Regions from separate parts of the Mus musculus genome. Here region 1 is linked to region 2. The links are chromatin contacts, called in public Hi-C maps. All regions are on one chromosome and are shown on one strand. Each heading gives the region's core, a stretch centred on a gene start, on an enhancer-like site or on the middle of the called end of the contact. The rest is flanking DNA. Distances are from core to core; before and after follow the strand shown. Region 1 has its middle 24 kb from the start of Usp1. Region 2 overlaps Patj (PATJ, crumbs cell polarity complex component).

Region 1 (4,892 bases), core at 1,691-4,190, 340 kb after region 2:
TCACCCTTGAACAGTTCCTGGAGCTAACCCAGCACTTCGAGACAGACCCCGGCCATAACGAGGAGACTCTGGAGGCCTTGGCTGACTCACTCACAATGACCAAAGAAGACATTAGGCCTTGGTTCCCATATGGAAGGGGTGAGACGGAGCTCCAGCGGTTGTCTGAGGCCCACACATCTGAGCTGGAGGCAAGGGAACATACCAGTTGTCAGAAGCTCTGGGTCAGACTTTGGCCTAGGAATTAGTTTAATGTACAGACAGGAAAAGCGTTGGGAAAAGTACACTGTACCCATTGGGTTCTACAAAAGCAGGACCCCAAGGACTTCGCCCAAAATGACCCTGGACTCCCGGAGCTTTGGAAGCCTTGAAGAGTCTCACACTCTCTTCTCGGTACCAAAGCAAAGATGACATGACACGGGATTTCTGACTCCTTAGCATAGCTAGCATATACTCTTTTTGTTAATGTTTTTTCAACTTCCTTGTTGGGACAGGAGGCTGTTGGGTCTTATGTCTATCGATGGTACATTAATAATAAACCAAGCTATTCCGGGGGGTGGGGGTGGGGAAGCCTCTGTATAGTGAACAAAATCAAGTAAAGATGCAGCCCACAGAATGGGACGAAATCATTTCTACTGAGAGGGGATTAACATCTTGAGTATACAAAGAACTCAGAAAACTAAACAAAAATCAAAATAAATGGGCTAATATAATAGAGGGTTCTCAAATAATGGATCAGAAACAGCCAATACACACATGAAAACACAGTCAACTCCACTAGCAACCAAGAAATATAAACAGCAGACATTAAGAAAATAAGACCAAATGCTGGCAAGGATGTGGACAAAAGCGAAGTCATAGATGACACTAGGGGGAATATAAATTCTTCTAGGCACTACGGAAATCAGTATGGAGGATTCTCAAAAGCTAAAATCAGCTCTACCATATGAACCAGCTATACCACTCCTTTGTTTACCCAAAGGACTTCAGACCAACATATCACAGAGACAATTCCATATCAATGTTTATTGAGGAGCAATTCATAATAGATAATTTATGGAACCAATCTAGCAGTTCTATAATAGGGGAGTGGGTAGTAGGTATATACGCATAATAGATTTTTTTTAGCTACAAAGAGAAATGAAATCATGTTGTTTGCAGAATAATTGATGCAACTGGAGATACTCCTTCTTAGATTTTTGTATAGATACATGAAATCACCTATGACTGGGCAAAATGGAACAAAAGATCGGGGAGTGCGTGGGGGAGAGGAATAAGCCCAACATACAAAGCATATTTAGATGAAACTCTCCATATGTGACATAGTTCCATTTATAATGAATGTAAACAATGAAAATTTATGAACACACATCAGCAACAGTAACAACAGAGAAGAGACCTTGATATTTATACACAAAGAACTCAACAGCTCTCTGCTAGAGCTGAGTACAGTGAGAAATGACCATGTAAAGATGCTGTAATGGACCCCATTCTCAGTGAGGCCTTCTTTTGCTGGAATATTATTTTCTTCAGAGAATAGCTTTTTTATTATTATTATTATTAATCTGACGACCTCCAGATTTGCAACAGTGAGTCCAGAAAGCAGTGGCCCACCAAAGCTGAAAATGTAGTCAAAGGAAGGATAGACAAGAAAGGCTCACAAGGAGATTGAACTGGCTATTTAAATGGAGACAGAGTCTTCAAGGGTAACTGAGGAGAGAGAACTGGAAGAAAAGAAGCCAAGAAACAATTCTGAGCAAAGGCGTCTATACAGAGAGACCCTGAGGATTTGAGAAATTAGCATAACCCAAATAATTTGGTCTGTTTGAAGAGTAGCCCTGGAAGAGAGATATAATTTTTATTGACGCCAACCTGAGAGAATATAAACTCACCTGGGAGAATGGTTTCTGGGCGTGCCTATGGAGATTTTCTTGGAAGACCACTCTGGGTGGAAACATTCTCTGAGCTGTATTAATTAATTAATTAATTAATTAATTAATTAATTTGGTTTTACTGAGACAGGGTTTCTCTGTGTAGCCCTGGCTGTCCTGGAACTCACTCTGTAGACCAGGCTGGCCTTGAACTCAGAAATCCACCTGCCTCTGCCTCCCAAGTGCTGGGATTAAAGGTGTGTGCCACCACGCCCAGCTGAGTTGTATATAAAAAGGAGAAAATAAACCAAAGGTCAGCTTAAATTGTCCCTCTCTGTTTCCCAAATACGGATGCAATGTGACCAACTGCTTCAAGCTCCCGCTTCCTTGACTCCCCTGCCATGCAGGATGTACTTGCACCATGAGCTAAAAAAAATACCTTTTCTCCTTCACTTTGCTTTAGTCCATATTTTGTAATAGCCACAGACAAAGAAACGAAGACAGGGGGAGTGTAGTTCACTGGACCGAGTACATGGGACTAAGCCTGGGACTTGAGCCCGTGGCCATACAGAGGGGGGGGGACAGGACAGGGTACAAATGTGCGTTTGGAAAGACGACTCCTGTGGCAGTGGAGAGGAAGGATCAGAGTGGGAATACTGAGATGGGGAAAGTCAAGTGAAGACTAGGCAAATGCTGGGAAGACAGGACCCAAAGACTTCTGTGATGCCTGCTTTGTGATGTAGACGTTATCTTGCTAGATATCAAGAATGACTGAACAAAGCCATCCCTGCAAAGGTACAGGACAAGGAAAGGCTTTGGCCTTGGCTTAGGAGAATTTAGGATATTTAAAAATATGATAGTTTTATTGATTATTTGAGAATTTAAAACATATATGCAATGTATTTTAATCACACACACCCACTTCTCCCCTAACTCCTTGCAGATGCTCTGTGTCTTTTTTAAAAGAATAACCTACTGAATGCAATTCATGCTGCCCCGACATTTCATGAGTATGGAGCCACCCGTGGGGTGTGGTTACTCAACCAGGAATGCACACGGTTACCACAGTGCATAGACATCCACCCGTTATGAATAAGCTTTGAAAATGTCTGAAACTCCTTTTGCTTTATCATATTTTCTCCCTTCTGTGGTATCCTAGTTTTGCAAGCAAACTGGAGCTAAGTTTGTGATGCCTAAACGTTTCGGTATGTTTGTTTAAAATGACCCATGAAAGATCGTAATCACTCTCTAGGAGGGAGGAGTGCTTAGAGACAGTGCTCTGTGCTCCTTCCTGTCCAGTGATCTCAAACTCACATAGAAGACTAAAATACTAAAGTGTCAAATCTGAACCAAGGCTATGATTTTTTATTATGGCCTGGGTCTGCTTTACCTCTATGAGAGCATTTTGACTATGCAGATGTATTATTTCTCAACACTTTATGGTCTCTCTCTTGCAATTGTTAAAATGCTGACCAGAAATAAAACACCACCCAGAAGATTTTAGTACTTTGTGTGAAGCCTGGCTTATTTCAACAGTTTATGGTTCCCTGACATGGAGTTATTTTGTTTAAAAGATGCAAAGCTAGAAAGAACACCAATGCTGTTGACCAAACCCCAAGGTCCTTTGCATCACTCCTGGTGACTTCCATGAAGAACAGCCTTCTGTGTCCTCTGCTTATAGATCTGCCAGGTCGATTTGTAAGTGAGAAAGGCTTAAGAAATGACATTTAAAGTTAGAGGGGAATGCAATAAGAGTGGCTCCATTAGTAATAAGGTGGCTGGGACCCTCCGCTCTATCCAAACAGAAATAGTATGTAGGCCAAAATTTCTTTTAACAAAGATCTTGTAAAGTGCTCAGTTTGGTCTCTGTTGGGCCCTGTCTTAGGGTTTCTATTGATGTCATGTCCACAGTAACTCTTTAAAACAAACTAACAAACAAACAAACAACTTTTTATTGATTCTTTGTAAATTTCCCATCATGCACTCCAACTTCACTCCCCAACCCTTCTTATCTGCCTTTCACCCTTGTAACTTCCCTCCCAAAAGAAAAGAAAAAGTTAAGAGAAGTAAAACAAAAACAAAATAATCTCACTGTGGAAGCTGAGGTGTGTCATGGTGTGTCACACAGTATACCCTTTTGCTCAAATAGATTTACTTGCAAATGCTCATTGGTCTGGTTGGAGGCCTCTGGTTTCAGCTACACTATCAGTACTGGACAATCATGGAGTCTCCTCTTGGATGTCCTGTTGTTGCCTTGTGTCATGAAGATACTGCAGTGTTGGTTCTGTAGGACTGGTACCTCTACACACTCTAGAGGTCCACAGATGGGGTAAATGTTGGGATGGGCCAGCTCAAAGCCCTGGATCTGGCCCTGCATGGTAGCTAAGTTGCTCAGCCTACCAGCTCTCCTGTGCCTGCCACTGTGGTGCCAGGGACAGCTCTTCAGCTTTGCCCAGTTGAGGGGAGGGGCCAGCTCTCCCACACCCACACCACCAGAGCCAGGACTCCAGCACTCCCTCAGCAAGGGACAGGCAGATCCTGTTCACCCAAGTGCCACAGCCACAACTGGCAAGGGACAGAGCCATCCCTCCTGCTCTCATGCCCTCAGGCTGACTGTCCCATACTCAATTCCACACCCACATTACCAGGGCCAACTCTACCACACTGCCCAGGTGAAGGGCTGGGGCCAGCCCTCCCAAAGCCATGCTAACAGGGTCAGTTCTCCCATGCTGCCCAGGCAGGGGAGCCATTTGGACAATCACAGCATACCTAACAGGCAAACCGAGGTTTGGTTTTGCACCAATTATAGCCAGGCCTCCTCATACTCATCACAGAAGCTTGTCTGCTAGCCCTCCAGGGAAAGTTTTTCTCTTTTGTCCCGTGTGACAATGGTTGCAATGTCACCTAGAGTTCACAAAGGCCATCGAAGCACACCATCTATGCGAGAGCTGTAACACACTTAGGTCTAAGGCTCTGGCTGCGTTGGATCTAGATAAGAGCTGGAACATTTGAGGAACCAGAGGC
Region 2 (4,965 bases), core at 296-2,795:
ATGGCCTTTTATAAGGCCTTTCCTCTAAAGTCTTCTTTCTCTGTAAAACAGAATTCAGTTACACGGTTTGTTTCATCTTTCCCAGGGATGGGGAAAATACAGAAATTAGTATATCAAAGAAGTAGAATCGTCTTCTTTTATCCTCTTCAAGCTGTGAATCTAAAAATAAGTTGTAGGATAACAAATGCAGGGGCTGAAATGTTAGTCGAGTGTCCTGAGCTGGCATTTGGCCATGCTGCTGTTGCTAAGTATAAGCTTTATTCTGGAGAGATGCCAGGGCCTAGGACGTGCGAAGCACACTCTGCCACTGAACTTCACCCCCACCACCACCACCACATCCCTAACAGTAATACATTTTGAATATAAATCTAAAGATGGAATGGTGCCACTTTTAAGTGAAAGAGGCATTCTTTGGAACAACACTGTGACTTTAGATCTGAAATAGGCTTTCTGTCCTTTGGGAGTGGTGTTGGGATGGTTGCAGAGCAGTTGAAGAGCCATAGGGCAGCCTGTGCGTGTGCCTTTCAGTCGGTGTAGCCTGAGCTTAGCACACCAAAGCACTGGCAGCAGTGGGCTGAATGAACAAGAACTCAATTAGAGCTGGGCGACAACCTCATCAGCTACCGGCTGCTCACCCTTGGCAAGGGACTTAAGACTTGAGCCTTCTTTCTAAAGTCTGGAACACGGAGATGATAGATCATTCTTTCCAGAGGAGAAGAAAGTGGAGTGGAAGATTCACCAGCACCTCTGCAACTTGCCAGGCGCCCCACAAACTGTCAGTAAACCCTCAAGTGATGCAAGATGCTCCACTCTGTCTATAAAAGTGAAAAGTCCAGGGCGTGACTGGATGTTACATCTGTTAGTTCGTCTGTTAGCATTAAGTAAGTTAGCACTGGAGCAAGCTTGATGCAGAGTCATTGAAGTGGCCCAGGGCTCCAGCACTGTGTACCAACTAGTCTTATCTTCAGTTGACTGCAGCTGTGGACACTATTCATCTTCCTGTTCACTCACTAAATAGGTGGTGGAGACTAGGGTGTGGCTCCAGTATTGGGTATTATCACATATGTAAGGCTCTGAGCTTGACTCCTGGGGAGGAGGCACTAAATAAATAAATAAATAAATAGTTTCCGCCCCTAGGTTTTTTTTTTCTTGAAGCTTTTATTTCTCAGAGTTATAACTAGTCATGTGTGTATATGTGACAGATTTCATGGGATGAGTTCCTTTGGTTTTACAACTTTACTGCGAAGTGGATTCCATTCATATTTGTTCATTGACTCAGTGAGTGTGTAACTGTGGCAATTGAAAACTCAGGCCGGGAAAATTAACCTTCTAGTCTCACGAAGTAAGATTAACAAATCTACATTTTAGACCCTACCTGATTAATATGAGAATCAGGTTTTGAGGTGCATTAGGTTAACAGTAGGGCTTTGGATGCGTATGTTTGAAAAACACGAGAGACTTTTGACCACTTTTGGTGATGTTTGGCTATCCTGTCTTCAAGTTTGCTGGTACACTGCCCAGGCGCTGCAGTCCTGAGAGCTTTTTCACCATCCCTAGCTGGAGCGACTTGAACGCCAGTTTTCAAGCTGCCTCTGTGCTTTGCATCCACAGGCAGCACTGGTTGAGCAGTGCTCCCTTGCGCCTCGAGCTGTGCTTGGTACCCTCGCTGGCAGTAACTAAGAGAAGCAACCTGAAAGGTAGAGGATGGTGTCGGCCTCTTCCTTGGGAATCCCAGTGGAGACTGAGTACTTTTTGGTTTTTGTTTCTTCTTAATGTCATCAGGAGAAAAGCATTACTTACTTTCAAATGGCAGTTTCCCTCATGGCAGAGGAAATTAAGAAGAAAAGAACAGCTTTGTCATCAATTCAAAATTCATTTCAGACATCATTAACTAAGCATTGAAAACAAGAGCATGGTTCTCTCTTCCTTCCCTGTGCATTATCTGGACACCTGTATTTGAGGTTATTTTAGGGAACATGTGCTCTTAAGGAGACCTTACTTTGACAGATAGGTTTGGCATGTAAAAAAGATCCACAAACTCGAGACACAGTGACTCAGCAGGCATTTAAACTTAATTCTGTTTACCACCTCAGCTCTAAGAGTCCATTCAATGTTCATTCAGAGTGCCTGGGCATCACACAGTTAGTTCTCTCCGTTGGAGACCATAGAGGTTTACCAAAGGAGAGTCTTTGTCATGACTGACTTACACAGCTAAACAGTTGAATCCACTTTGATCAATTTCATCTTGAATCTTTCAGAACGACCAGGTGAGTTTATTGTTGTTGTTGCTGCTGCTGCTGTTGTAAAATAGCATAGTAGCATGATTTTATGTTGATTCCCTCACTGTACATTTCTGTATGTTTCATAAAGAGCCAGCATATAAAGCATATGGAATTTGAATGCACATGTGGGTTCTATAAGAGAGCAGGCTGAGCAAGCCAGTAAGCAACACCCCTTCATGGCTTCTGCATCAATTGCTGCCTCCAGGTTCTAGCCCTGTTTAAGTTCCTGTCCTTGCTGTTATATGGAACTGTGAATGAAATAAGCCCTTTGTTCTCAGGTTGCTTTTGGTCATGGTGTTTCATCACAGCAATGGTAACCCTGAGACAGCACCTATGTCACATTGGGCAGCTGCATATAGCAAGACTGAGGGTTGTTTGGAGTGGCCGTGACTACCAGCACTACAACCCCTGTGTGTGTTTTCACCTCTGTGGAGGCTATTGATAGTTTTCATGCCTGGCTGGGTGTTAGTGTGTTTTCTTTTGATAACCTCATTTATTTAATGTCTCATTTGCTATTTTAATAGAGCATTTATTTGGGGGATGTAGGAGGGATAGAACCCAAGGTCTCACATAATGGGCTCCACTTCTGGTCTACAACCCCTGCCCTAAATATTCCATTTAATTTGCTATTGTGAACTTTTTGAAGCATTTTTTAGCATTTCCTCATATACCTGAGGTTTTTGAGTTTATATGTTGGAGTTAGATGTCTTTTTGTACTTTACTTGTAAAACTTTCATTTATTAATTCCAAAGAATTAGTAAGTGAAGCATCTCTCTTTGTTATATTCTTCTACCTATAGATATAACGTAAGAAAGTATCCTCTTTTATCAACTATTTTATCTTTAATCTTAAAAAATGCATACCTATCCCTCTCTATTAGCATCACTTTGAACTTTATCCTTTAGGCTCCTGCCATGGTGATTTTTAACTGTCTTCAGAATATGCTCTTAGCTTGAATCATATTAAATTGTTCCATGGTGGCCAGGAAGCAAAGAGGGTTTGCTTTCATAACAAAACCCTTTCCTCCAATTCCCTTAAGCTATGAATCCATAATGGAGTATTTCACTGATTCAGTGAGAACCATTTTGATCCAGTCAGGTCCCACACCCTTGCTCAGCCCCATTAAAAAACCAAGTCCTCATGCAGACGCTGTGGGGACATTTCAGATCTAAGCCACAAATTGGCGATTACATAACAGGTTTCCTAAGGGCACAATCTTCATTTCTTGCTGAATATCTGTCTGCCAGGGGAGGGAAAAGTGAGGATTGTGCCAGGCGTAAGTGTTGCACCCCAGTCACCCTGTCATTTGGGAGATCGGACCCGAGGGTCAGAAGTTCAGGATCATCTTCAGCCACATACTGAGTATGAAGCCAGCATGGGCTACATGACATACTGCCTCAAGCAGCGGCAAAATTGTCATACCAGCCTGGAAAGTGATGTGGCATCTGGATGGCGGTGTGTGAGGGGGCGCTCAGTAGGTAAAGTTGTGGAGGCATGAGGACCAGAGTTGGGAGCTCCAGCCCAGAATTAGGTCTGAAACTCCAGCACTGGGTCAGAGACAAGTGGAGCCCTGAGGTCATTGCCCAGTCAGCCTCATCCATCGGTTCAGTTAGCTATCGCTTCAGTCCTGAAATTGGACACACATATATATTATACGTTTTGGGGTTTTTGTTTATTCGTGTTTTCTTCTTTTTCTTTTTCTTTTTTTTTAAACAGGACCTTGATATGTAGCTTAGGTTGGCATCGAAGTGGCGATCCCCCTGCCTCAGCTTCCTGCATCCTAAAGCACCTCCTATCACATCCAGCTTTGTCATATGAATGTTTCCATCCGCCAGCATATAATTTGTGGCACAGTTATTTGTACCAGTCTCATATAAACAAACCTGTCTGTGTTTACTTTTCACTTGCGTAATGTACTTGCTGAGCTGGTGCTGTGTGAGATGAGGGACCAGCCGGAGCCGCATTCTCTCTGCTGACGTACTAGTGTGGTTTTGTTGTGCGAATCCAGCACAGGTGAAACGTGGCCCAACTAGCAGGCAGGCAGAAGGTTTAGACCATAATGTAGAGGTGACAGGTCACAGGGCTTCCTTGCTTGCTCTTTGTTGCTATGATAAACACCATGACCAAAAGCAACTTGAGGAGGAAAGGGTTTATTCCAGCTTATCATTTATTGTCCATCTTGAGGAAAAGTCAGGGCAGGACCTGAAGGAGATCATGAAGGAATACTGCAGATTACTACCTTTCTCACCAAGGCTTGAGCAGCCTGCTTTCTTATATAACCCGAGATCATCTGCCTGGGGCTGGCACCACACGCCTGGGCTTTCCTCTTGCACGTCAATCAAGAAAATGCACCACAGACTTGCCTATAAGCCAGTCTCATGGGGCCGTTTTCTAGTTAAGTGTCCCTCTTCCCAGGTGATGCTACATTGTGCCATGTTGATTTAAAAAAAAAAAAAAAGCCAGCACATAAGGTGAAATATAAGATGGAAAGATAGATGTTGAATGCACATAAACTATGACTATTAAGACCATCGACATAGTGAAGGCTATAACCCCACGGAGATAAAACATTGCCCTGTTTGAAGGCTGTGTGGGCATGTGTGGATCACTTCCACATCTGCTTAGTTTCCCCTTCTTTTACTCATTTATCCAATGTTAATTTATGCTGTTTCTATATTTTTAG

Evidence for each region. A called contact is a pair of places that touch in the nucleus more often than the background predicts.
Region 1: a Hi-C map of uterus shows a contact between it and region 2, with 2.4 times the contacts expected there. The contact joins two enhancer-like sites. A contact is called at or near these places in 1 of 39 promoter capture datasets (stem cell-derived epiblast-like cells) and 3 of 484 Hi-C or Micro-C datasets (liver, nephron progenitors and uterus).

The regions. Positions count from the first base shown.
Region 1 is chr4:98,897,776-98,902,667 of GRCm38.p6, forward strand. No RefSeq gene overlaps it. Among named protein-coding and RNA genes, the nearest start is that of Usp1, 24 kb to the right of the region's middle. Within about 2 kb of position 2,941, at least 9 of the 459 cell types and tissues checked have an H3K27ac peak or open chromatin away from gene starts, as enhancers often do. A contact at or near this core is called in uterus, where this site is marked.
Region 2 is chr4:98,563,431-98,568,395 of GRCm38.p6, forward strand. The region is part of intron 27 of Patj (PATJ, crumbs cell polarity complex component); the gene reads left to right. Among named protein-coding and RNA genes, the nearest start is that of Gm40210, 14 kb to the right of the region's middle. Within about 2 kb of position 1,546, at least 51 of the 459 cell types and tissues checked have an H3K27ac peak or open chromatin away from gene starts, as enhancers often do. A contact at or near this core is called in uterus, where this site is marked.